5 separate regions of the Mus musculus genome follow, and all the other regions are linked to region 5. Evidence: chromatin contacts called from public HiChIP or PLAC-seq and promoter capture Hi-C data. All regions are on one chromosome and are shown on one strand. Each heading gives the region's core, a stretch centred on a gene start, on an enhancer-like site or on the middle of the called end of the contact. The rest is flanking DNA. Distances are from core to core; before and after follow the strand shown.

The links. Promoter capture Hi-C pulls out the DNA fragments that hold promoters and counts their contacts. HiChIP or PLAC-seq counts read pairs in DNA pulled down with a chosen protein or histone mark. Capture Hi-C pulls out chosen DNA fragments and counts their contacts.
Region 1: an H3K4me3 HiChIP or PLAC-seq map of embryonic stem cells shows a contact between it and region 5, with 17 read pairs. The contact joins the promoter of Slc25a33 here to the promoter of Clstn1 in region 5. A contact is called at or near these places in 2 of 115 datasets of contacts at active chromatin or transcription factors (embryonic stem cells and pancreatic cancer cells) and 1 of 9 other capture datasets (adipose tissue).
Region 2: a promoter capture Hi-C map of adipose tissue shows a contact between it and region 5. The contact joins the promoter of Ube4bos3 here to the promoter of Clstn1 in region 5. A contact is called at or near these places in 12 of 39 promoter capture datasets (the 3T3-L1 cell line, the HPC-7 cell line, cranial neural crest and 8 more), 1 of 115 datasets of contacts at active chromatin or transcription factors (embryonic stem cells) and 3 of 9 other capture datasets (adipose tissue, liver and pancreatic islet).
Region 3: a contact with region 5 is called in a promoter capture Hi-C map of the C10 cell line, with 2.4 times the contacts expected there. The contact joins the enhancer-like site here to the promoter of Clstn1 in region 5. A contact is called at or near these places in 7 of 39 promoter capture datasets (the 3T3-L1 cell line, the C10 cell line, the HPC-7 cell line and 4 more), 2 of 115 datasets of contacts at active chromatin or transcription factors (both in embryonic stem cells) and 1 of 9 other capture datasets (pancreatic islet).
Region 4: a promoter capture Hi-C map of adipose tissue shows a contact between it and region 5. The contact joins the promoter of Rbp7 here to the promoter of Clstn1 in region 5. A contact is called at or near these places in 3 of 39 promoter capture datasets (embryonic stem cells, stem cell-derived epiblast-like cells and trophoblast stem cells), 7 of 484 Hi-C or Micro-C datasets (8-cell embryo, bone marrow-derived macrophages, embryonic stem cells and 2 more), 6 of 115 datasets of contacts at active chromatin or transcription factors (embryonic stem cells, microglia and pancreatic cancer cells) and 3 of 9 other capture datasets (adipose tissue, liver and pancreatic islet).

The regions. Positions count from the first base shown.
Region 1 is chr4:149,772,811-149,777,856 of GRCm38.p6, forward strand. It overlaps Slc25a33 (solute carrier family 25, member 33), which reads right to left and starts at 1,457. Exons shown (of 7, transcript NM_027460.2): 1 at 1,190-1,457. The coding sequence starts at 1,245.
Region 2 is chr4:149,330,821-149,336,079 of GRCm38.p6, forward strand. It overlaps Ube4bos3 (ubiquitination factor E4B, opposite strand 3), which reads left to right and starts at 3,819. Exons shown (of 2, transcript NR_131918.1): 1 at 3,819-3,908; 2 at 4,412-5,092. Ube4b (ubiquitination factor E4B) reads right to left here. Exons shown (of 27, transcript NM_022022.3): 24 at 4,292-4,483; 25 at 503-677.
Region 3 is chr4:149,362,899-149,367,590 of GRCm38.p6, forward strand. It overlaps Ube4b (ubiquitination factor E4B), which reads right to left. Exons shown (of 27, transcript NM_022022.3): 10 at 2,556-2,639. Among named protein-coding and RNA genes, the nearest start is that of Ube4bos3, 31 kb to the left of the region's middle. Within about 2 kb of position 2,178, at least 44 of the 459 cell types and tissues checked have an H3K27ac peak or open chromatin away from gene starts, as enhancers often do. A contact at or near this core is called in hippocampal neurons, where this site is marked.
Region 4 is chr4:149,451,788-149,456,470 of GRCm38.p6, forward strand. Rbp7 (retinol binding protein 7, cellular) reads right to left here and starts at 3,181. Exons shown (of 4, transcript NM_022020.2): 1 at 3,091-3,181; 2 at 1,569-1,747; 3 at 1,062-1,163. The coding sequence starts at 3,163.
Region 5 is chr4:149,584,167-149,589,045 of GRCm38.p6, forward strand. Clstn1 (calsyntenin 1) reads left to right here and starts at 2,302. Exons shown (of 19, transcript NM_023051.5): 1 at 2,302-2,606. The coding sequence starts at 2,516.

The sequences.
Region 1 (5,046 bases), core at 207-2,706, 190 kb after region 5:
AAACTTATTTCTCTTGGCTTTAAAAATATGCCTAACAGACTTTAAGTTCCCTGGGATGACACATTTATATAAAGTGAGGGTGCCTTCTAAGGCTTACTCTCAAAGGTTAATACCAATGAAGACATGGATAGGAGGAATGAAGGCCTGACAGAAATGGATGAACAAGAAATTCCTCCTGCCTAGGCACAACCATTAAAGCTATCTGACGGGTGAAAGGTACTGCCAGCCTGCCAGGTAAAAGGACCAAGGCACCAGAAACCCTTTCATCACCGTTATTTTCTGGATAACCCTTTCATTAACCATTACTTTCTAGTATATGGAACTGTTTAGGTCCAGTTATAGTTCTCAAGTGAAGATGATAACACAGGAAAAACGCTGCATGTTATGTAAAACTTAAATAGCTGGGCTAAATCTCAAAGAGCTCTTCATGACCCCAGGGCTGGGGACACAGCTCCATAGATAGTTTGAAAAACCAGCACCAAAAGGGTCCCAAGCCACTAGCAGCTATGACAAAAGGAAAAGAAAAATACTATTTAAAAAAGAAAACCCCAAACTTTCGTTTTTTTAGGGGGTTAATTCAGCTCCTAGTTGTATCCTCCTATCATGATGTGTTCCTCCACTGAAAATCACTGAAAGGTGCTTTAGGATCGATTAGCACTGACCAACCTTCCGAGGTCCCCATTTACCGTCCCACGTGGTGCAGACCAGCATCCGTTCCCCCCCAACCCCCCATACTCCGCAGGGCAGGCCACGGGCTGCCCTGCGACACCTGCCCGCAGCTCTGACCCAGCGCAGTACCTCCTGGGCTAGCTGCCCCGGGACCTCCAGCATCCGCACCTCTGCAGCGGTGAGTGACCGCAGCGTGATCAGGAAAACGCCAGGAGGCCGGAGCCACAGGGGCTCGGCGCGATCGCCCCTGGTGACAGTCACACCAGCCAGGAATTGTTCAAAAGGAGAATACGGCGAGAGGCGGCCGGTGGGTGGGGGATGGGACCGCGGACGCGCCGGGTGGAAAGCCGCCGTGCCGGCTGACCCCGCGGTGGGGACGCCGAAGCCACGACCCTCCTGGGCTGCCCGTCCTGGCTTCACCCCAGTCCGCGACGGACGGGAAACGCGGATTCCCAAGGCCACGGCACGCAGGGGGAGAAGGCCGGGGCTGAGGCGAGAGCAGCTCGGGCCCCAGACTCACCCGCCGGCGAAGAGATGAAGCAGCGTGTTCTCTTTCTGCTGAGTGCCCGTCGCCATGGCCGCGCCGGCTCCGCGGCCCGCCGCAGCCGCTCGTGGGACGCGCGAGGTCTTGAGCTCCGCTGGCTTCGCTGCCTTCCTCAGGCAGCCGCCGACGCGCCCATGCGCGCGGGAGGCCCAGGCGCCCGGCTCCCTCCGCGGCGTCGCGCCCGGCCAGTCAGCGGCCTCTGCGGCGCTTTCCAGCCGCTAGGCAGAGAGCCTAGCGCGCGGCCGTCACGTGGCGGAGGCCGGGCCGTGACGTCGCGGGGCGCGGCGCGGCGGAGGTGTGGGCCCGGATCCCGTACGCCTATTGGACGGCAGGTGGATGTGGGCGTGGCGGTCGTGCAACGCGGGGCGGGATCAGGCCCCGAAGGGCTGCTCAGGATAATAAGAGGATGACCAGCAAACTGGTCAAAGCTGCTTGGTCCTTCTCAGAGGCTGGAAACTGAGTGTGTAACCATGCCCTATGCTCCAAACCTCTTCTTCTTTTTCTTCTTTTTAAAATTATGTTTATGTGTGTGTGATTTGTTTTTTTTTAAGACAGTCTTACATTGCAGTCCTGGACTGCCTGGAACTTGCCATGTAGACCAAGCTTGGCCTCAAATTCACATTTTATCCGCCTGCCTCTGCCTCCCAAGTGCTGGGCCTAAAGGCGTGCGCCACCACTACCCAGCACCTTGGAACTTTCTATGTAGACCAAGATAACCTCGAAGTCACATTGATCCTTTTGCCTCTGCCTCTCCAGTGCTGAGATTACCCAGCTGTTTTTTGTGGTTTTTATTGTGTGTTTTTAAGGGATGTCATGGGTTCACACATGCCACTGTCTAATGGTGAAGACCAGAGCACAGCTTGCAGGAGTCAGTTTTGCCTATTCATCATGCAGGTCCCAGGAATTGACTTGTTTTTTGAGACAGGGTTTCTCTGTGTAGTTCTAGGTGTTCTGGAACTTACTGTGTAGACCAAACTGGCCTCAAACTCACAGATCTACCTGCTTCTGCCTCCTGAGTGCTGTGATTGAAGGCATGAGCCACCATGCCTCACGGGTCCCAGGAATTGGACTCAAGTTGTCGGATTTGGCTGCAAGTACATTTACCCTGAGCTCCCGATCTTTTTAAGAATTTCATTCTGTAATATTTCCATGTATAAACATGTATGGTGATTACATATTACATCTCACAGCTCTGAGCTTAAATAGGAAAAAAAAAAAAAAAACACGTCACCTAAACAGCCTGCCCTCCTCTAGCCTACCCTTAGTGTTTTGTGTGTTCTTGATCTTTCTATAAATAGCATTATATTTGGTATGTATTTTGCAGTGTGAATTTTGTACTGTGTGCGCTGATGCTCGGACTTGAGCGACCCAGATCGCTCCTCCCCTTAAATATCCTGGACCACTGCCACAGTGAGCCTGGCATCTTCTTACCTCCAGGTCTGGCTCTTGGCTGGGCTTTGCCTGGTTGCCCTGGCAGCACCCTGATCACATGGCTTCGGTGACTCCATGTGGGCTCGTGTACTCACTCTGTTTTATTCAAACTGTTTGTCCCATTCTGGAATGCAAGCTCCATGGGAGTGGGGGGCCTTGTTTTTACACTTCATGGTTGTTCTTAACAGATTGTTCCTGTCACGGTACCTGCCACCTAGTACTGCCCAGGGAACTAATAAACAAATGTCCTAGATTGAACTGATCATTCTACTCCTCCCCCAAGCCTGCTCAGTCTCTTCTGTTCCCTGCCCTGGTAGTGACTCTATATTCTGCACAGGCACCAAGGCCATTAATGTCAGCTTCTAAACTGACTCATACTCTCTCCCTTCCCCTCCCTCCCTCCCTCCCTCCCTCTCTTCCCTCTTTCTTACTTTCTCCCTTCTTCTGCTTCTGACACTTCTAGCTCTGACAAGTCTTGGAACTCATCCTTTCCTTCCTTCCTTCCCCCTCCCCTGCTAGGGACTCCAGGTCTGTGTGTGTCCCACCAACTCTGCAGCTGAGAGGAAGCTGTCCCCACAGGCCACTCCTTTGCTCCTTTACCTTCCAGAGTATTCGGATGCAGAACACACCAACCCATTGTCTTCCGTCTCCCACATCTGATGAGAAGCACCGCCTTTAACCGGCTGAGCTGCCAGACGTCCTGTGTGTACACAGAGGGAAACTGGAGTAGGAGGCGAGCTGTGAGCAAACACGGCAGATCTGTATTTGATAGTGGGCATTGCTTAGAAACAACTGCTAGGCTCAGTCACCTGCAAACACAGTGATTGCTCTATAGTAAAGCCATTGCTGCCAGGCAGAGCTGGGCATAGCAGCGATCCAAATCTGGGCATAGAGTTCAGTGGTAGAGCGGAGCTCTCCATGTGGGAGGATCCATACCAGCTACACTCTAATATTGGACAAAGGAAAGGAAAAGGTGAGATTCTTCATCTTTCTTGTATCTACCAAATCCTTCGCTTTCGTTGCTTAGGAAATGAGAGCTTACTTTAGCTGACATAGATTTTTAAGTCTTTTTTTTTTTTTTTTTTTTTTGGTTTTTCGAGACAGGGTTTCTCTGTGTAGCCTTGGCTGTCCTGGAACTCACTCTGTAGACCAGGCTGGCCTTGAATTCAGAAATCTGCCTGTCTCTGCCTCCCAAGTACTGGGACTAAAGGTGTGCGCCACCACTGCCCGGCTGATTTTTAAGTCTTTTAATAAAAAAAAAAATTATGTGTATAAATATATCACATGTATGCCTAGTGTCCAAGAAGACCAGAAGAGGCAGTCAGATCCCCTGGATCTGGGGTTACAGAAAGTCCCAAACCACCACATCAGTGCTGGGGACAGAACTCAGGTCCTCTCCAAGGGTAGGCTGAGCCACCTCTCCAGCCCCAGTAAAAGGAGGTTTGTAGGGTAGTGGGGAACTTAAGCAGGGTGCTGCCAGGCTGTTAACTAGAAGGGAGTTGTCCCTCTCTGTGCAGGATTTTGGGGTTTGCTTGTCTATTTGTCTGACTGTCTGTTCAGAGACAAGGTCTCACTATGTAGCACTGGCCAGCCTGCAACTCTCTCTATATGGGCAAAGCTAAGCTTGAACTCACAGAACTCTGCCTGCCTACCTCAGCCACCCAAGCACCGCGCCATGCCCCATCCTAGACTGGACTTTAAACCAGAGGAGGTGCCACCCTGGGAACCCACCCCTTTCCTTGGCTCTAACCCTTCGGCAGAGCCAGTCTCCTGGCTTCTTCTCCTCGGGCCTGCCAGTGCAGTGCTGAGCTGGACACACAGCTGAGACTCCAGCCTGCTTGTCAGCAAGGCAGCTTGCCTGCGAGAGCTTTTCCAAGGTCCTTCACGTCCACTATCACTGCAGACCCATGTTGTTGGCAGCCCTGTTGTTTTGTTCCCTCTCGTAGACAAGCAGGACACATCCACCCAAGGTCAACAGCTAAATTGGTGGCTGATGCAACGCTCTGTCATGCCTCAGAGTTTTTGAATGAGCTGTTTCTGATTCCGGGATGCCAGCCTTCCTCCACTGCGCAGGTTCCTGCTGGACCTACAGTACCTCTCCTTCCTCCTCCCTGGACTAAGTATTAAGCCAGCTCAGAGATTGGCCTCCTCGTGAAGCGTGTCTAGTCCCTCTTGGCTCCTGTTTCCTGGAAGGATTTGACTACAGCACCTGTACTACGGAACTACAGCAGGAGGTTGTGAACCACTTGAATTTACTCCCTGGTGTGTCCCTTGCTGGGAAGGAAGAACTCGGGCAGCATTTTCAGAGGGAAGTCTGGGAATTTTTGTTGACATCTGTGAATAAGTTATTTGGCTCAGCAATGCCACATGGCAAGAGCTGTTGGTTTCCGTTGTTTAACACA
Region 2 (5,259 bases), core at 2,569-5,068, 250 kb before region 5:
ATTTTAATCTACAATATTCACTACAATTTGTACGCATAATTTTCGACAAATCTCAAGAATCAGCTATAGCATCAGACAATCAAGAAGCAGAGCCAGCGGCCACCCTTGTGGTGATCTAGATGAGAACGACTCGCCAGAGGCTCAAATGTTTGAATTCGTGGTCCCCAGTTAACAGACCAGTTTCAAAAGGATTAGGAGGTATGGCCTTGTTGGAATGGCTGTGGTCTTGATGGAGATTTGTCACTGGAAGTGGACTCTAAGGTTTCCACACCAAGCCTACTTGCACTCTCTGGCAGCTTGCCTCCCTGCCTGGGTCTGCATGTGAGCTCTCAGACCCACACCTGCCTGCCTGTCGCCATGGCCCTGCTATCCTGATCGTGCATGCACCCTCTCAAACTGTTGCCTTGATTGTGGAATAGCTTCACAGGAATGAAACAGTGACCAAGAAAGCACCCTTAATGCCACACACTCCAAGTTACACTGCATGAGCATGCGGACTTGCCTCTGAACTCGTCCGGGGCATCGCTGTAGTCTATTTCTGCCCGCGCATTCTTTGCCACGATTTCCTCCACTTTCTCTGCAAGAAGTTTAAACTTCTCTATTGCGATGGTGGATTTGATTCCCGCCTTCCGCATCTTTGAAATGACTTCTTCAAACAGTTCCTTGCTGTAGGATCGCTGCACACAAGGAAGGTCACGTAAGATGAGAATACACTTGAGAAGAAAACACATCAGAAACGGCCAAGTGCAGTCTGCGAGATCCTTGGCTCCTAATGACTGTGACCATACATTCTGCATCCCATCTTCTCCTATACACTGTACCGTGGGCAAGGGGGCACTGGATATAGTTACAGACATCTGCACAGAGACAGACTCACGTGTGCCAAGGTCACCTGTGGAGAAAGCTCCAGGACCCAGAGAAACCGGAAGTTTTTAACTTTAGGAGCTAGCAAGCATTTGTTATAAAGAGGAGATTGAGGTTATTTGTTTGTGTCAGCCACTGTGTCCTGGGAGCACATGACTAAATTCTGCTTTTTTACATAAGGGTGAGCACAGATGCGAACCAAGCATAGGTCACTGGCCCATTACTGTCCATACTTAGAGGGGAGCTTTGCTCTAGTCACCGCTGGTTCCCTAGGCTCACATGAGTGGGCATGGTGGCCGTCACACGTGTACTCCTTCCTTCCCTCCTAGCGCAGGCTACATGGTGAGGCCATACTCAACAGAGCACAGTAAGCCAAATCACCAGGCAACAGCTGAGCATCGTCACTCACTGAAACCAACACTTCCTAATGCCACATTTCCCACAGCACTGAACCCCTCCTATAAGCAGGTGACTGACATCATTTGTAGAAATGCGAACAGTGGACAACACACCCAGACAAACCTAGACACAAATTCAGGTCCCATTACCTCCCAGTTATACAGTCTTTTTTAATTTTCTTTTTCTTTTCTTCCTTCCTTCTTTTTTTTTTTTAAAGATTTATTTATTGAGCCGGGCGTGGTGGCATACGCCTTTAATCCCAGCACTCCGGGAGGCAGAGGCAGGCAGATTTCTGAGTTCAAGGCCAGCCTGGTCTACAAAGTGAGTTCCAGGACTGCTAGGGCTATACAGAGAAACCCTGTCTCAAAAAACCAAAAAAACCAACCAACAAACAAAAAAAACCCCAAAGATTTATTTACTATGTAAGTACACCGTAGCTGTTTTCAGACACACCAGAAGAGGGCATCAGATCGCATTATGGATGGCTGTGAGCCACCATGTTGCTGGGGTTTGAACTCAGGACCTTCAGAAAAGCAGTCAGCGCTCTTACCTGCTGAGCCATCTCTCCAGCCCCCAGTCATGTAGTCTCATGTAAATCCCTAACCTGCCCAAACTAGATTCCTCAGGTGTGACGTGGTCAGCGACTCAGCTCTGAGGGATCTACTGTGTAACAATCACCCACACCACAAAACACACAGCACTCGTGCTTCACAGTGCCCACTTGCTGACTTAGGCCAAGATACAAAGGAGAATGGGTCTCCTGGGGCCCAGGGACACAACCACAGTCTCTAATCACACCAGCAACAACAGAACACAAACCAAAACCATCAAGTAAACCAATGTCCATGAATTTGCTTACGTGAAGACTCCACCTTCCAATGCTGCCGTTCCCTCTCCGGCCTGTGAGACTGCACGTGAGATTCAGAGGAGGAGCAGGATGGCAGGGTCCCCCTCTGCTCCCCAGTGTGAGAGCAAGGGGCCAGCGACAGGGCCTGCAGGAGCTTCTGTTTCACTGTGAGGCCTCTGCCGAGTCTGCTGCTCATCTTGTGACCTTGTGAGCAGGATCTACACTGACACCTACACAGACTCATCTCTTTCCAGCAGTGGGGGAAACTCCTTAATCCATCTGCCTTCTTTTTAATGAGCGACAATCTCAGTATGGAGCCCTGGTTGGCTTGGAACGTTTTATGTAGACCAGGCTGGCACTGAATTCAAAAGTCTGCCTGTCCCTTTCCCCCGAGCACTGCATTTTAAAGCTTCCATTTCTAAATAACCACACAGGCCTGCTTCCTCTGCATATCCCCGCTCCACTCCCCTGTCCACGCCTGGAACCCCAGCACTGGGGAGGCAGCCGGCCGGCTACACAGCGAGACAGTGTCCCAAACAGTAAGAAACAACAAGAAGCATCGATACATTAATAATTGTGCGATAAAGTTGTAGTTGAAAAGACAGTGTATGGGCTGGAAAGATGGCTCAGTGGTTAAGAGCACTGACTGCTCTTCCAAAGGTCCTGAGTTCAATTCCCGGAAACCACATGGTGGCTCACAACCATTCATAACAAGATCTGGCACCCTCTTCTGGGGTGTCTGAAGACAGCTACAGTATACTTACAAATAATAAATAAATCTTAAAAAAAAAAAAAAGGCAGTGTATGATCAACACATACCTGCGATTCTAGCACTTGGGAGGCTGACACTAAAGGATCCTGGGTTCAAGGCTAGCCTGTCTCAAAAAAAAAAAAAAAACCAAACCAAACCAAACTAAGAAAACAAGAGTATATATACAACTCTTGTGTTTTAACATTGCTCCTTTGAATTAGCTATAGGCAGTGACCTTTGGAGAGTTCTGAGGATGGGTAACATATGCTGTGCATACAAAGATAGTGACATGGGAAGCAATATACCACACTCTGAACATTTAGGGAGATGGTGAGAATATGGGTACAGGGTTTGACTGCCAGTCACACATTCTCCCTCTATACCATACTTTCTGAGCCTGGACACGCCACTAAGCTCCTCTGTGCCCTGTGTTCCTTACTTTAAAACAAAGGGTTTAGTAGAAGCTGTGCCATAGAATTCATGCTTATCAAATGAGTGGTCAGAGCGGTATACAGTAAACACGAAGCATTACTGTGCTGCAGAGCTGCCCAGATGTCAGGCATGGTAGCACACATCAATGTACTCAAGAGGAGAGTTTGAGATCAGGAGTTCAAAGGCTAGCCTAGTCTACACGAGACATTATGGCAAAAGACCTGGGAAGAAAGATGCTCAGAGACCATGGAGGGGAGGAACCCTTTCCTTTTTCTCTGCAAAAGTCTCCGGCTGGACTAAGGGTTGAGCCTAGAACTTTGCAAGTTCAGGTGCTCTACCGCTGAACTATACTCCTAGCTCAATTTTGTTTTCATGGATGGTCTCAGTTAAGTCCAGGTTAGCCTTGAACTTGTGACCAACCTGTTTCCAGCCCCCTGAGTATTTGGGATACAGGCTTGTGCCACCAGGACAGTCAACAGGATCCCCTTCTGTGACATCACAGAGGGAAGGCCTGTACTGGAGGCTGTGGTACATGAGCTGACCTGACCCCCAAGGCTCTTGGATAAAGGAGAGGAGGCAGGCGTTGGCTTGAAGGCCATGTATTCATGGCAGCTGGTAAGCAGGGCGCTTGGGAAGACCTGCAATTTCCTGACACAGCAAACAGAGTTTGGAAACAGAATCTGTTTGGGGGTCTGAGGGATTAGGGGGCCAGCTCTGCTCTATTCTCCCAAGGAAGCATCAGTTCTTCTCCTGGACCAGCTGTGGTCCTCGACTTCATGTTCACTGCATTAACAACTTCTGAAAACGAGACTTTAAAATTCCTGCTTTAACCTCTTTTGAGGTGTGGAGTACACACACACACACACACACACGCACAGGGTGGAGGGGGACGACAACACACACACGCACAAGGTCTGCTGTGAAGGTGCAGACCACAGATGCCAACCACACGGCTCAGTGCCAGGCCTCCTGATGAGATGGGCCTCCTCAGTGCTCACCTGGTCATCGGCGATGGCTTTAGCAAAGCGAGCACAGTCCAATTGTAAATAAATATCTGTCAGTTGGTCCAACAGCTTCTTTGGCTCAAAACCATACTTCTCTGGGTTTTCAACTTTCAGGTCCCGGCACTTGGGTCCGCAGAGCTGCTGCAGGTTAAAGTTCAGCATGGCTGCTAATCGGGGACCAAGCTCCTAGGAAATGAAGGACAACAGGACGGTCCAAGCTGCTGCAAAGTCCAGGCCCAGAAGCTCCTACCCCAGTGGGAATGGGCTGCTCAATCTGCAAAGCACCCCTGAATTGTGCTGAGCTGCAGCACAAAGCTAGAGAAAGCATTGGAATCAAACATCTCCCCCGCCATTGATCTGAAAACCCCTATAATGGAGTGGTCTGATTGCATAGAGATGAACGCCCACAGAAGTCTTCTGGAAAGAGACACTTTCTCTTAGAGCATCACTCCAAAGTCACTGAGAAGCAGGGAGAGGACAGAGGCCCTCGCTGTCCTGTCACTGTGGCTGGGAAGCCTCATGTCCACATTTCCCCATAAACTTCTCAAGTCCCCAACAGTCAGGCACGTGTTGTTCTAATCTACTTACTGAAGAGAGAGAAGACGGTGACATTTGTCAACGGCGTACGTCTTGCCACTGTGATGAATTAAACTGACAGAATATTAAGGACAAATAGCCCTCAAGAGTCGGCAGGCCAACAGTACCTGCTGCAGCTGGGACAAACATGGCTTCTGAGCTCAGAGACAGCTGCTGTAGACCAGACATTAAATACTGACCAGCAAAAAGATTCCTTAACTAATGAGGTCCTCATGCAGTGACTGGGTTCATACAAAAAAATCTCCTGAGCTTCCTGTTGTAGAAATCATGGTTTTAGCCCAGTGTTGGAAAGCTGGGGGCTGAAAAAGTGCTTAAGCGAGCAAGGAAGGAGGGCAGAAATGCAGGCGGGCTGAAGAGATGGCTTG
Region 3 (4,692 bases), core at 928-3,427, 220 kb before region 5:
GCAGGGATCAAGGTGAACCCAGACACCTGGCTTTTGTTCTTGCCTTTGTGTAAATGGACACTCTGTAGCGCAGGCTGGCCAACCCATGACCTTGACGGCTCAGATCTCCAAAGCTGCTGACCGTGAACTACCACACTCGGTTCAGCTTCACCTCATTCCCAACATTATTATGAACTTCTCCTTGTTACTGCTATGAAGGTCTTGTTTTTCCATTTGTTTTGAGACAGGGTTTCTCTGTGTGGCCCTCACTGTCCTTGGAACTAGTTCTATAGACCAGGATGGCCTTGATTCAGAGATCCGCCAGTCTCTGCCTCCCGGTTGCTGGGGTTAAAGGTGTGTACCACCACTGCCCGTTTGTCTTGATTTTCTAACAGTAGCCCTTCTGTTACCTATGTGACCATCTGCCACAGATTAACTGTGAAGATGTTTTGTGATGATGCGACTTTTACCCTGAATTACGAATATCCTAAGGAAAGAGAGCTTGCTTTACAAGCGCCTAGGGTACCCAGGGCACATCCCCAATATTATGAGTGATCCACAAAATGGAATTAAACGAAAAGAGTTAGTAAAGGAACAAACATAGAGTTTCAATTTCTTTATGGCCTCATCCTATACAAAGTTGTACCTGTATGTAAGTCATATAGTGAGTGAGTTCCATGGTTTTATATTTTTTCTATTATAATCCTGTAACAAAAATACCAAAAGACATTCATCTCTCAAAATTTCAAAGCAGCAAATGTCAGACAGAAAAGAACCTCTCACTTGTTGCTGTTTGGTAAGGTTTTTTGTTTTGTTTTCCCCAGATGGGGCCTCTCTATAGAGCTCTGGCTGTTCTGGAACTATGTAGCCCATGATGGCCTCGAACTCACAGTGATCAGGTGCACCCGCCTCTGCCTGCCAAGTGATGGGATGAAAGTCATGGACCACGATGCCTCTTGTATGGACAGCAGTATTTTATAACAGTTGAGTCCTCGGTGAGAATCTGGCTAAAGACTCTTATTATAGTCTATGGTTGTTCTGAGCACCACGGGGCACCAGGCACATCTACTTGGAAACAAAGACCACGGATGAGATGTGTGGCCTCAATGGCAGGCAGGCTACAGACACACCGAGATTTATGTGGGTTTAGTCCTCCTGCTTGCCAGGCAAGCACTTTAGCTACTAAATCAACTCCTTAACCTGTATTAACAGGCTATTAAAATTTTAAAAAATTACTCACTTAGTGTGCGCTTATGTGTGTATGTGTGTGTGTGTGTGTGTGCATGTGCACACGCACATGTATAGACAGGCGCACACATGCCAAAGCCCCTATCTAGATGTCAAAGTAAAACTGCTCAGCAGTTGGTTAGTGCCCTGCACCAGGTTTTGGGGCAGAATCTCCTTTTTCTACTATTGTGCTTTGCTGCTCCAAGCTAGCTAGCCCACAATTATCCTGTACCAGCCTCTTATCTTACCCTAGCTATCCTGTGACTACAGATAGTAGGCAGCACACCTGTCTTTTAATGTTGATTCCGAGAAAGCAAACTCAGGTCACAGGGTTGTGTGGCAAGTATTTTAACCTGCTGGATCATCTCTCTGGCCCAGTCGGGCATGGCAACACAAAGCAGTCATCCTAGCATTCGGGATAATGATGCAGGTTCATGACCACACGGCCAGCCTGCACAACACAGGAAGATACTAAAATGATCTGTTGGGGATTTTTTAAAGATTTATTTTTATTTGTGTGTGCCAGGTATATGCCTCCTGAGTGCTCGGCAGCACCTGTGAAGGCAGAAGAGGGAAATCCTCTGGAGCCGGAGTTCCAGGCTGTCCTGCAAACCACACTCGAGCCATGCGGAAGAGCATCAGACACTCCTGACTGCTAAGCTGTCTTCCCAGCCCCAATCCTATGTTGCGTCTCCATTTATTATTACTGTGTGTGTGTGTCCGGGGAAAGGGGGAGTTGAGTATGTATGTGGGATCTCTCTCTCATCTTGACGTGGGTTCCAGTTGTCAGGCCTGAACAGCAAGCATCTAGTAACTCAAGAGCAAGCTATCTCATGATGCTTGATGTTCAAATCCCAAGTATGGCTTGCTTGTTGTTCTGTAAACCAGCAAGATGCCTCTGACAGTCATCCTTTGTGCTGGCTCCCCAGAATAGCAAGGCACATTCCCACAGTGCCTCACTCGCTGCTGTCTAGGACTGGCAGTGGCGGGGCATGGAAAGCTGCCAATACACTAGGGTGGCTCAGGACACAGTCACACAAGTGTCTGGCCTATAGCAGGGTCTCAGGTTTTACATCTGAAGGTGAGAGTGATCTACACTTGTAATCTCAGCACTCGAGAGGAGGGCGCAGGGCCATGAGCTAACGCAGACATGAGACTGTGTCTCAAGAAAGGAAGAAAAAAATGAAAGGAAAGGAAAGGAAAGGAAAGGAAAGGGAAAAAGAAAAAAAAGAAAAAGAAAGAAAAGGAAAAACAAGGTTAAACACAGATCTGATAAAAAAAAAGGAATATGCTTTTACCATGAGGGGATTATTTATATATCAATTAAAAAGGAAAGATTGAGCTTTTACCATGAGGGGGTACTTAAAGTAGTCGCTTTCCAAGGAGCACTCTTTGGCAGCCAGCGCCAGGCCTTGTAAAATGGGGATAAAGATCTGTAAGAAAGAGAACCACAAACGTTAGGTGTGAGAAAGGTTAGCACGCAGGCTCTGAAGATGACTACCAGTCTGTAGTCCACACACTTGCACTCTCCCCTGCCCCATCCCCCCCTCCCCCCAAGACACACTGGTTTTCCCCATCCATAAAAACAACTCTACAACTCTTTGGTGTGGCTGGTCCACCAGGACAACTGTCCAAGCAGCACCAGAGCTCAGCTGTGCAGGGAAGGACGAGCGTTGAGCACTAGCAGCACTCTGGCAGGGCCCACGGCCTGTAGGGCGCAGACAGGGCGGCTGAGAGCGTGGGGGGAGGGTCCTGCTGCACACCTCAGCACTCCCACTTGCCCTGCCCCCACAGTGTTGCTGATTAACACACACCCATGATCTGCATGGAAATCACACTAAGTGTTCCACTTTCTCCTCGAATCCACCAACACTTAAGAAATTGTTTCCCTCTGTTGCATTCAACTGAGAACAAGGAGACAGCTGATGAATGTTCAAACTGAAAATTTTATTTTTAGTAAGAATGTCTTGCTAACACAGTCACCTGACCAGGAAATTGAAGGGTAGTCAGACACACAAGGCTGGCACTGATTTGGTGACAGTGGCCAAGCCCTGCTGCTCAGCACAGCTCACCTTCAAATTTAACAGTGCCTTCTCACTGAGCCACACAATTAGGAGTGGGCTAGCATCTAAGACTAACACCATCACGAGGAGAAGGTACACAGCAGCCGGCAACGTGAACCACAGCTGTAAAGGGCGCGTAGTATAAACCTACTAGAAACCTGTACCAATCCCTCAGGCCACAAAGCTCATCCCATCCCAGGGAAGTTTCAGCACAGGAGAAACGGGATAGAAAGATAGCGCACACCTGCGCAGAGCACAGCCAGGTATCAGAACAGCGCTGGAAGAGATCATTCTGGTCTCTGTAACTCAAGTAATCAGGGTGGATGGTATTTGTGCTTTCTTAAGCAATCTGAAAACACTCAACACAGGCAAGAGATGCCAGAACCGCAATCAAGAAGGCAAAACTTCTACAGTCACACAGATAAACGCCATTAACTGTCCATCCAAAAAATATTTAAAATTTACTTTTTTTAGTAGAGTTATCCTCCTGTGTAAGTAAGAGTTTAATTGATAATAAACAGGCAAAATATGAATAAGCATAAATTGTTATCATCAAGGATTCTATTTTTAAATTTTAATCTTACTGTGTTCATATAATATGTTGTATAAGTAGGTATGTGTGCATATGAATGTGAGATCAGAGGGCAACTATTAGGTGTCTTCCCTTTCGGGTTCAGGAACCACACTCAAGCCGTCAGGCTTACAAAGCAAGCATTTCTGCCTAGAGACAGCTTGCCTGCCTAGGCACCATACTGTTGTTGTGACCTGCATACTAAACGTTACTCTTTTATTTCCAAGTAAGAGCCTCCAGGGGAGATAGAAGCTTCAACGCTAATCTCCAGCCCTTACATTAAGTTGCTATTTACTTCTGTTTGTTCATTTGGAAACATCACTCAAACATTAGAGGAAGTAGAAATTCCAGTCAAGGACTTAGCCAGGTCATAGTTGCCGCACCTGTTAGGTAAAAGGCAGGACGTGGTCTGGGGTCTCCAGTCCCTTTCCTTCGCATTCTCTCCAAAGAAACCTCAAACACAGGAAGACAACAGCACTCACGCCAGCCAGCCAGCCCGAGAGAGCACCAGCTTTCTGTGACTCAGAGGCCTATCTGTGCTGTTTGCTGCCACTGAGTTCATGCCATGTCCTTTACAAAGCCACCTAAGGTCACTTTATTATGGTCTCAGCATAAGTTTATCAATAAAATAAGCACAAAATGTCCCTTCAGCTAATTTTTGACCTGATTTTAAAGTTACTCTGGGTTCTTCATTGCTGGCTTGTACGAAAAAAGAAAATCCTTCTAATTAAGGGTCACCCCCCCCCCCCAAAGGCTGCCTCTCTTAACTCTCCAGAGACAATGACGTTTTCCCACGCGAATTTCCGGATTCGCCTAAAGATGAGCAGCTCAGGTGCTCCCTTATTGTTCCTG
Region 4 (4,683 bases), core at 1,931-4,430, 130 kb before region 5:
GTGGGCAGACAGCGAGAGACCTTGGAGCACTCAGCCCTGTACCTGATGCCTTAAGATAGCCGTCGAGGCTCTAGGATCTATTTAGAAGAAGAGGCAGAAAAACTCTAAGAGCCAGAGGTGGTGGGCGACTCCCAGGGAACAGCCTCTGCCAGACACAGCGGGGCTGGTGTATGGACACACTCACAGAGCCTGTGACAGCATGCACGAGACCTGCAGAAAGTCAAGCCAGACAAATCCCAGAATTGAGAAGAAAATGACAGGAAGTGCCCAGCCAATTGATATCTTCTGGGAGAGGAGAAATCAGTTTTCTCCTATGGCGCACAGTATATCAGCTGCTCTCCAAGGCATATCTCATGTGCAGGAGAAGTGACCACTGCAAAATGGACTCCATGCGCCTATTGTTGTCTGGGGGTTGTTTTTGTTGTTGTTTTTAAATTTATTTATTTTGGTTTCAAAGAAGGAATATGAAGTTAGGTACTAGATAGAGAGATAAAAGTCTGAAAGGACTTAGGGAGGGGATAGAATATGATCAAAACATACTGTTATGACAACTTTTTTTTTTTTGGTTTTTGGTTTTTGTTTTTTTTCGAGACAGGGTTTCTCTGTATAGCCCTGGCTCTCCTGGAACTCACTCTGTAGACCAGGCTGGCCTCGAACTCAGAAATCTGCCTGCCTCTGCTTTCCAAGTGCTGGGATTAAAGGTGTGCGCCACCACTGCCCGGCTGACAACTTTTTTAAATAGTAAAAAACAAGGGGATAGAGAGATAGCTCTTGCAAAGGACCAGGGTGCAGTTCCCCACACTCACAACCACCTGCAACTCTAGTTCCAAGGGGATCTAGTGCCCTCTTTTGGTCTCTGAAGGCACTGCATACATGTGACACACACACACACACACACACACACACACACACAGAGAGAGAGAGAGAGAGAGAGAGAGAGAGAGAGAGAGGCACATAGGCACACATACATACACATGAATACAAGTAAAGAAATAGTGATTTAAATCTCTCCTCCCACCCCTCCCCCAAAATGTTTTCAAAAGATCAGGACAGATCAGTACCAGGTGGAGCTGGTCCCCTTCGATCCAGTGGCTCCAGCCTCTGTTTTTCTTCTCTCCTCTCTGTACGCAAGTGAGTTTGTCATTCTCCCAGGTAACCAGGCTCTGCAAGGAGGGAGAGAGAAACAGTGTTTCACTATGGCAGGATCCTTAAACATTACCGGGTGGACTGAGTGAAGCGCTAACTGAGATCTGCAGCCTAGGTTACATTTTGATCTTTTAAAATTTTATGTGTTGCCTCCATGCATGTATGTGTACTATGTGCATGGCTGGTGCCCACAGAGGTCCTTGGAATTGCAGTTACAGGTGGTTGTGAGCCACCATGTGGGTGCTGGGAATTAAACTCTCCATTCTCTACAAGAGCCCAAATGCTCTTAGCTGATGAGCTGTTTCTCCAGCCCCAAGCCTATGTTCTTTCGTTTTTCTTTTTCTAAGGTGCTAGTAATCTTCCCTGGGCCTCATGCTGGCTAAGTGAGAGCCCTAGCCCTTAGCTGCTGCCTAAGCCCTTACCGTGCATTTTCTGTTATCCAGGCCTTTGTTATCCTCCTCAAACTCTTCTCCAACTTTGAATTTTACAAGGTAGTTCCTGAGGCTGCTGCACGTCTGGATGGTGAAGGAGTCCCCATTTTGCTCAATCACTTTCTGTGGCTTCAGCAACTTGGCAATCTTACGAGTTGCAAAGTCAATACCTGCAAAGTTATTGTTCTTATTATATATATTTTTTATTTTAATCATTTACATTGATGTATGCGTGGGCATGCGTGTGTAACTCAGAGAGCAGCTGGTTTTAAAGCAGGATTTTACATAACACATGCTGTCTTTGAACTTATACAGGCAAAGGTGACATTACACTTCTGATCTTCTTCCCTCCACTTCCAAATATTGGATCATAGGTGTGCACCACCATACTTGACTCACGAGAACTTGTATAAATTTTACCTGCAGGCATATCTGTGCACCACATGTATGCAGTGCCCAGAGAGGCCAGAAGAGGGCATCGCATTCCCTGTAAACAGGGCATTCAGATGGTTGTGCGCTGCCATGTGCATGACTAAGCCACCTCTCTAGCCGCTAAAGAAGGATGATTTTTTTTTTAATTGCTTTTACTTACTGGGGTTTTGAAGTCTGTTCTATGTACTTGAAGGAAGTTTTTCAAGTACCCAGTACAGCAAGATATGGTAGCTTAGGTCTCTAATCTCTATACTTGGGAAACTGAGAAAGGAGGATTTCCTGAAGTCTGAGACCAGCCTGGTCTACAAAGTGAGGTCCAGGCCAGCTTGACCTACAACGTGAGACCTTATCTCAAAACAGACAAACAAAAAAACCCGAACAAATAAATCCCAATACAAGCCCTGGCAAGGATGCTCTGCATGCAGGAATAGTTGCCCAAATCTGTCAAATCCATAGAGCCAGAGCAAGTTGCCCGGTCAGCGCCATACCGAGAGTCTTTTAGGAAGCAGGGTCAGTGATCAGACCCTCTCTCGTGGACCCATGCACTGGAGGCCACAGGGTTCAGGGTGTGGGGCACTGCTCTCTCGCCACACACATGGGCAGCTCAGGCTGACTCTGCCGGTTCATCTGCAGGAGTAGCCTTGAACTCCGAACACTGGCCATTAGCCAAGCGGGCTCAGCTCTGGCGGGGAAATTGAATTCTCACGCAGACTGCAGCTGCTGTTTGCCTGGTTTCCAGTGCCAGGACCCGCCCTGCCCCTAGGAGCCCCAGCCGCTCCCAACCGTATCCCACATATCCACGCAGATTTGGATAGGCAGGGGTACATAAGCACCTGAGATTCGAGGAACGCAGAGAGGTACCGACAGATGGGATGAGTGACAGACGAGACAAGGGGGTCAGAAGAAAGACAGAGCAGCAGAGACTCTGGGACAAGGACAGGAGCTGACCAGCGAGAACATAACCCACAGGGGACAGAAGGACCTGGAACACACAGGACAAACTGTCTTCACTCAATCCCGGAGGCCCGAGGCCTTGCTCCCCAACCTTAGCTCCCCCTAGCTGCACAACCCTAAGTCCTACCCAGGGCCAGCATGTAGCCCTCGAAGTTGTCGCTGCTGAGAAGATTCCAGGTACCGCTGAGGTCTGCTGGCATGGTTTGGTGTCTGTCCGCAGCCAAAGCCCAAGAGTCACAGGCAGTGGTGCCCTATATTGTCAATGGGGCGAGGGCGGAGCCAGGATGGAGCCCAAGGGGACTGCAGGAGGGGACAGGGAAGCTGGGGGTGTGGAGCCCTGGCTATCCCTCCTTCCTTCCTTTCCCACGTACTCCTGGCTCCATCCCTTCTCCTGCCCCACCCTACCTTGGCAACCTCTGTTTCCCTTGTGACTCCCTCCTTTAGTTTAACTTTAAACACCTCTGAGCCCAGGGTGTGACCCAGGTCATCCCTTATTCTTAGATGTTAATAACTAAACGAATGGCTTTCAGCTCCCAGCATCAAATACTGACTGGGTCAACATAAATGTTTAAAACCAGCTGTTCTCTGATTTACACACGCATGCCCACACATACATCAATGTATATGCAGCACCTAGCCATCCTAATAAATAGGAACTCATTTATTTGGGGGGGGGTTTCAAGACAGGGTTTCTCTGTATAGCCCTGGCTGTCCTGGAGCTCACTTTGTAGACCAGGCTGGCCTCAAACTCAGAAATCCACCTGCCTCTGCCACCCGAGTGCTGGGATTAAAGGCATGTGCCACCACGCCCAGCTCTTTTTTTTTTTTTTTAAGATTTATTTTATTTATTATATGTAAGTACACTGTAGCTGCCTTCAAACACCAGAAGAGGGAATCAGGTCTTGATTCAGATGGTTGTGAGCCACCATGTGGTTGCTGGGGTTTGAACTCAGGACCTTTGGAAGAGCAGTCAGTGCTCTTAACCGCTGAGCCATCTCTTTAGCCCAGGAACTCATTTCTTTTACCCTGCTCAGGTTAGACCAGCTGGTCAGACTTGACTGTGTGTTAGCTGGAAATCTGTCCACACTTGAAAATTGAGGGCCAGGGGTTGGAGAGATGGCTCAGTGGTTAAGAGTACTGACTGCTCTTCCAGAGGTCCTGAGTTCAATTTCCAGCAACCACATGGTGGCTCACAACCATCTGTAATGGGATCTGACACCCTCTTCTGGTGTGTCTGAAGACAGCTACAGTGTACTCACACACATGAAATAAAGAAATAAATCTTAAAAAAAAAAAAAAAAAAGAGCTGAGGGCTGGGTCTGGTAAGCTATAGGCTCTTTATGGACTGTTAGGGATCCCAGATAGCATGGAGGTTGAGTTCTCTAAGAGTCCCAAGAGAACCACAAAGGTGCTGCCCTGTGTCCTACAAAGCGATCTCAGAAGTTAGGTGACATCACTTCCACCAGAGTCCTAAACCTTTCAAAATTCAAAAGAAGGAAACTGGAAACCAGGCTGGAGACGCAGCTCAGTGACAGAGAGCTTGCACTGAGGCCCTGGGCTCTGTGTCTGCACCGTAAAAGCAAGCGGGTGGGTCTTAGTTTTGTTACCTGTTGCTGTGATGAAATACTCATACAAAAGCCACTTATCGGGGAAGGGATTGTTTTAACTCACCATTCCAAGTTATGGTCCAGCCTTGCAGGGAAGCCAGGGTCACAGGCAC
Region 5 (4,879 bases), core at 1,052-3,551:
TGTGTTCCTGTGTGTGTGTGTGTGTGTGTGTGTGTGTGTGTGTAGACACAGCACACATCTGGGAGTCAGAAAGCAACTTGCAGGAGTTTGATCTCTCCCAGCTTGTGGGTTCTGGGGATTGAATGCAGTCATTAGGTTTGGTGGCAAGAGCCTTTAGGGCCTTTGTTCCCTGAGTCATCTCTCTCAGCCAAGGTCTGTTTATTTGTTTTTGTTTGTTTGTTTGAGACAGGATCTCTTGTATCTCAGACTGGCCTCAAATTCCCTATGTAGCTGAGGACGATCTAAATTTCTGCTCTTCCAGCTTCCACCTCCGGAGTTCTGAGAGTGCAAGCATGGGCCATCCTGCCCAGTGCATGGAGAGCCAGGCTCTCCTGGATGCCAGGCGTGCACCCTGCTGACTGAGCTGCATCCCCAGCCCCCTGTGAGACACTTTGATTTCATCATGTGGCATAGATCTCCAGACTCTAAAGATGTGGGTTTTGCTACTGGATTTCACAGGGGAGGCAAGAGAGTCGGAAAGTTTCATGATCTGCGCACGGCCACTTGCAGAGGGAGAGGAGAATTCCAGTGCAGTCCTGTCGGCTTGTACTATCCAGTCCAGTCCTTTCCCACTCTGGATTAGTGACGGGGAGTTTGAGATAGCAAGCAGCTTGACTGGGGACTATATGGTTTCAGTGGGTGGGGCAGGAACATTCCAGGAGGACTTCTTGAGGGAGGCAGTCCTGACATTCTCAGGGCAGGGGTAAAGGAGGCTGGGTCAGGGGCTGCTGGCTTTGGGTAGGAATGGATTTGGGTGAAGACACCAACAGCATACTCTATGCTGTGTAGGGCCCAGCTGAGGTGGGAAGTCTTCCCAGAACTTCCTAGAGCAGCTGAGGTGGCCAAAGGAAGTCTCTCAAGAGTCAACAACAACGTTGGTTGGCAGGTGCAGCCGCAGTCAGACATCTTTGGGAGGAGTGCTGGGGCGTGGTCTAGAGGTGGGGACAGGTCAGGAAACAAAGGACAGAGAGGAGAGTTTCCGTTACAGTTTGCTTTGACCCTGTCTCGGTAGGTCGGTTGGTCTGCGCACAGGTCACCGTACCTCTCCTCACAGCTGTTGAAGGTCTTCCTGTAGCGTCAAGTCCAAATCCTCTGTCCTGCCGTGTCCAGGCACCTCAGTCTACCTCTGTGGGCTTCTTGCCCAAACTTTCCTAAACAATGCTCTCTCTCCACAGGCCATACTCCACCCAGCCTGGAGGGCTGTCCGCCTTCCTCACCCTCTCCCCAAGCTGGCCCACCAGCACCCCATCCTCTCTCAAACACGCCCTGGACATCGCTGGCGACTCTTCCAACAGTGGCCGAAATAACTGTTGCAGGGCTGTTGAGGTTTGTGTTGTGGGTGTCTCCCTAATGAGGCCACCCTGCCCTCCAGGGCTGATGACTCTCAGTTGTTTGACCTGAGAAGGCATTTCACTTTCCTCAGCTGCAACACAGTGTGCTCACCGAAGCCCACCGTGACTCTGTCAGCCCTCTCCTCTAGAATAGGGCAGTGTGTGTGTGTGTGTGTGTGTGTGTCTGTTTGTCCATCCAGATTACAGGAGACATACAAGGAAAAGGGACAGACTCCAGAGAACCCTGCAGAGAACCCCAGAAAGGGCCCTTCTTTTGACTCTCCATATTCCTAAAGGGTACTTAGCATCTTCTTTATCGCGCTACAAGGCTATAAATAAGCGACAAAAGGTTTCTACGGTAAATCAGGAGTCCCTGGAGACAAAAGTCCCTTTCCAAACCCCCAGACTGGAGCTGGAGAACAAGTACAGCCACCCTAGGCTTTTACCAAACTCACTGGGATGAGTTGTGTCCCTGCAACCTTTCCTGAGCCCACAAGCTTTGCTCATCACCTCCACTCGGCAGAGGAGGTCACCGAGGTGCTTGGAGGTGACACCGCTTGGATGAAGTGGCCGGGTGCTGGAGCTCTGAGGCCCTAGGATCTGCAGTAGGACAAGTCCTTAGGTTCGGAAACCAAGGAGCGGATCCCCAGGTGCCTTGGGGGGCTTCCAGGTGCAGCGTCCAGGGGCGCGCGCGAGGAGGAGGAGTGGATGCTCCGGGTTGGCCGCGGGCAGGGGGCGCGTCCAGCGGGTCCCTCCCGGTTGCTCCCGGGCCAATCTTCCTCGGCGCGTCCCCGCAGGCGCGCACCCAGGGCTCAGCCTGTGGGCTCGCGCACCCGCGGAGCGGGGAGCGTGCGCGCGCGCTCTCCCTCCCCGCCCCGCCCGCCGCCACCCCGCCCCCGGCCGGGTACCCTCGCCGGACCCGAGAGAGAGCGCCGCCGCCATCTTAGCCGCCGCCGCCTCCAGCGCAGCGCTGCCGACGAGGGGAGGGCGCGCGCGGCCCAGCAGCACGGCGGCTGCCGTTCCCATCCCGGTGCTCGCCGCGCCGCCCAGCCGCCGGCCCCCGGCTGCCCGCGCCCCTCTCGGCGTCCCGCGCGACTCCCTGCTGCTTCCGCGTCGGGCCGGCCGTGGCGCCCCGAGCCCGAGCGATGCTGCGCCGCCCTGCGCCCGCGCTGGCCCCGGCCGTCCGGCTGCTGCTGGCGGGGCTGCTGTGCGGCGGCGGGGTCTGGGCCGCGCGAGGTAAGCGACGGGGCGCGGTGAGCCGGGTGCGGGAGTCAGAACCGAGTGCAAGGTTGGGCCGAATGCAGAAGTCATGCGGGGCCGCGGGGTTCGGGTCGGGGCCGGGTGCGGGAACCGTGCTCGGGTGCAAGGTGGGGGGCTGAGTGCGAGGGTCATGCGGGGCGGCGGGGTTATGGGCAAGTGCTGCAGTCCTGTAGGGCCTCTGGGTTCTGGGCCGAGTGCGGGACTCGTGCCAGAGCCCAGGGTTCGGGTCCTAGTGCGCGCATTGTATCAGGCAAGGTTCGGGTCCGAGTGTGGGGATCGTGCCGAGGCCCAGGGTTCGGATACGAGTGCGCGAGTCATATTGGGCAAGGTTGGGTCCGAGTTCGGGCATAGTAACCGGGTGCAAGGAGGTGGGCAGAGTGCAGGAGTCGTGCAGGGCCGCGGAATTTGGGTCCGAGTGTGGGAATTGTGCCAGGGCTGAGGGTTCAGGTCCGAGTGCGCGCGTCGTATTGGGCGAGGCTCGGATCCCGGTGCGCAGATCGTCTCCAGCAAGGTTCGGGGCCCAGATCGTATCAGGTGCACAGGTACAGGACCCAGTGCAGGAATAGTGTCAGCGCACAGGGATCGGTGCCGAGTGAGGTAGTGTTGCTGGGGCGCGGGGTTCCGACCCGACTGTGTGACTGATTGCCTGGGAGCGGGGCTCTGGGCTGAGTGCGGAACATCGAGCCCGCTCGCTACGTGAGATTCAGGTTCAGGCGCTCAGAGAAGAGCTCCGGAGAACCTAGGCGCGCGCTGCAGATGCCTGGGGAAGCCAATTTTGTACCCGGGCGGGGCACCTGGGCCATGACTGCCCTAGTTGTAGCCCCAGGGTGCTTGAGGTGCTGGTCTGGGGAGATCTGGGGACACGCGGTGGGAGTTAGCCCACTTTCCAGTAGCGCATGCAGCCTGGGGGGTGCGCCCCTGGGTGGGATGCAGTGTACGTGTGTTGGATGATCAGCCCAGGGATGCACGCAAGGATTTTGGTGTGTGCTTACATAAGATTCCACTCCTCCGCATCACTTTCCCAAGATCCCGGTTCTCTGCTGCGGCTAGGTGGACACCACGACTTCGCCCCTTTTCGCCTCCTCTCCGCGTCCTTTAAACGCGGTTTCGGAAGTAACAGAGGCGAAAACTCCTCTTCCTTCCCACCCTTTTGCCCAAAGACGAAATTGAGAAGGTGTTTGTGATCACTTTTCATCCACCAGTGTGAACAAAGCGCTCGTCCGCTGCACCTTTACTCAGAGTAGTGTACCGGACTTGTATGACCACCACAGAGACCAGCCAGCCCCGCTAATTCCTTAGGAGTGTGGGAGGCAAATAGGATTTTGCTGTTTTAAATCTTCATCCACTTCATCTAAACATTGTACCTGCCTTCTGATATTGACCGAGCTTGCCACCAAAACTGCTTACGCATTGCAGATAAAGCCTTCTGAATGGAACTTGAAACCGTAAACATTTTTCCTGGTCTTAAAGTAGTCTAGGTAGATAGTCTGTAGAGAGTGCTCGAATCTATTTTCTTCAAGTGTATATTTTGGAAATCAAAAGAGCTTTGTGGGAGGAGGATTGATAGAAGTCTGGGTGAGATGGTCACGTAATAACTTTGCAAGCTTTAAAAAAAGATTGCCTTTTCTGCTTGGCCTGACTTAGGAAAGTTGTGTTCACAAAAAAGGGCAGAAGAGGGCAAAGCATCCTTTGTTCCAGCGTGCCACACAGAGGGTGATAAACTGAAAACTTCTTTTATTCCATCTAGAACATTCTGTCCATTCTTGTCAAATTCAGCTCCTTGCCACTAAGTATCTAATTACCGTGCATTTGATTTTTTTTTTTGAAAAGTTTCAGCAAACCAAGTATGAAATGAGGTTTGAAGCCTGGTCTATTTAAGAGGAAGAAAACTTGGTTTTGCTTCTTTTGGAAAAAAAAACCAGCCCATACATGAAAGGAGGGGAGGGCTGGGTTGGGTATTTTGGAAACAGTTCAAGTAATGTTTAGTTGAGTTGGTAATAGCATCGCCTGCTTGAATTACTGCTTTTAAGGTGTCTTCCTGCATCTACCTACAGTACTGCTCATCTTTTAGTTACTTGGGTAAACCATGGTCAGGCTCACCTGATTACCCTCATTATGGCTGAGAGGAATGTGAAATTTCCAACGTCTTACAAAGTAAAAATGTTTGAACATCAGTTTTTCTTTTGCATTTACCGTTTTTTTTCCAGCTTGCATGGTCATGAATATTCCATGACATGCTAATAAAACAA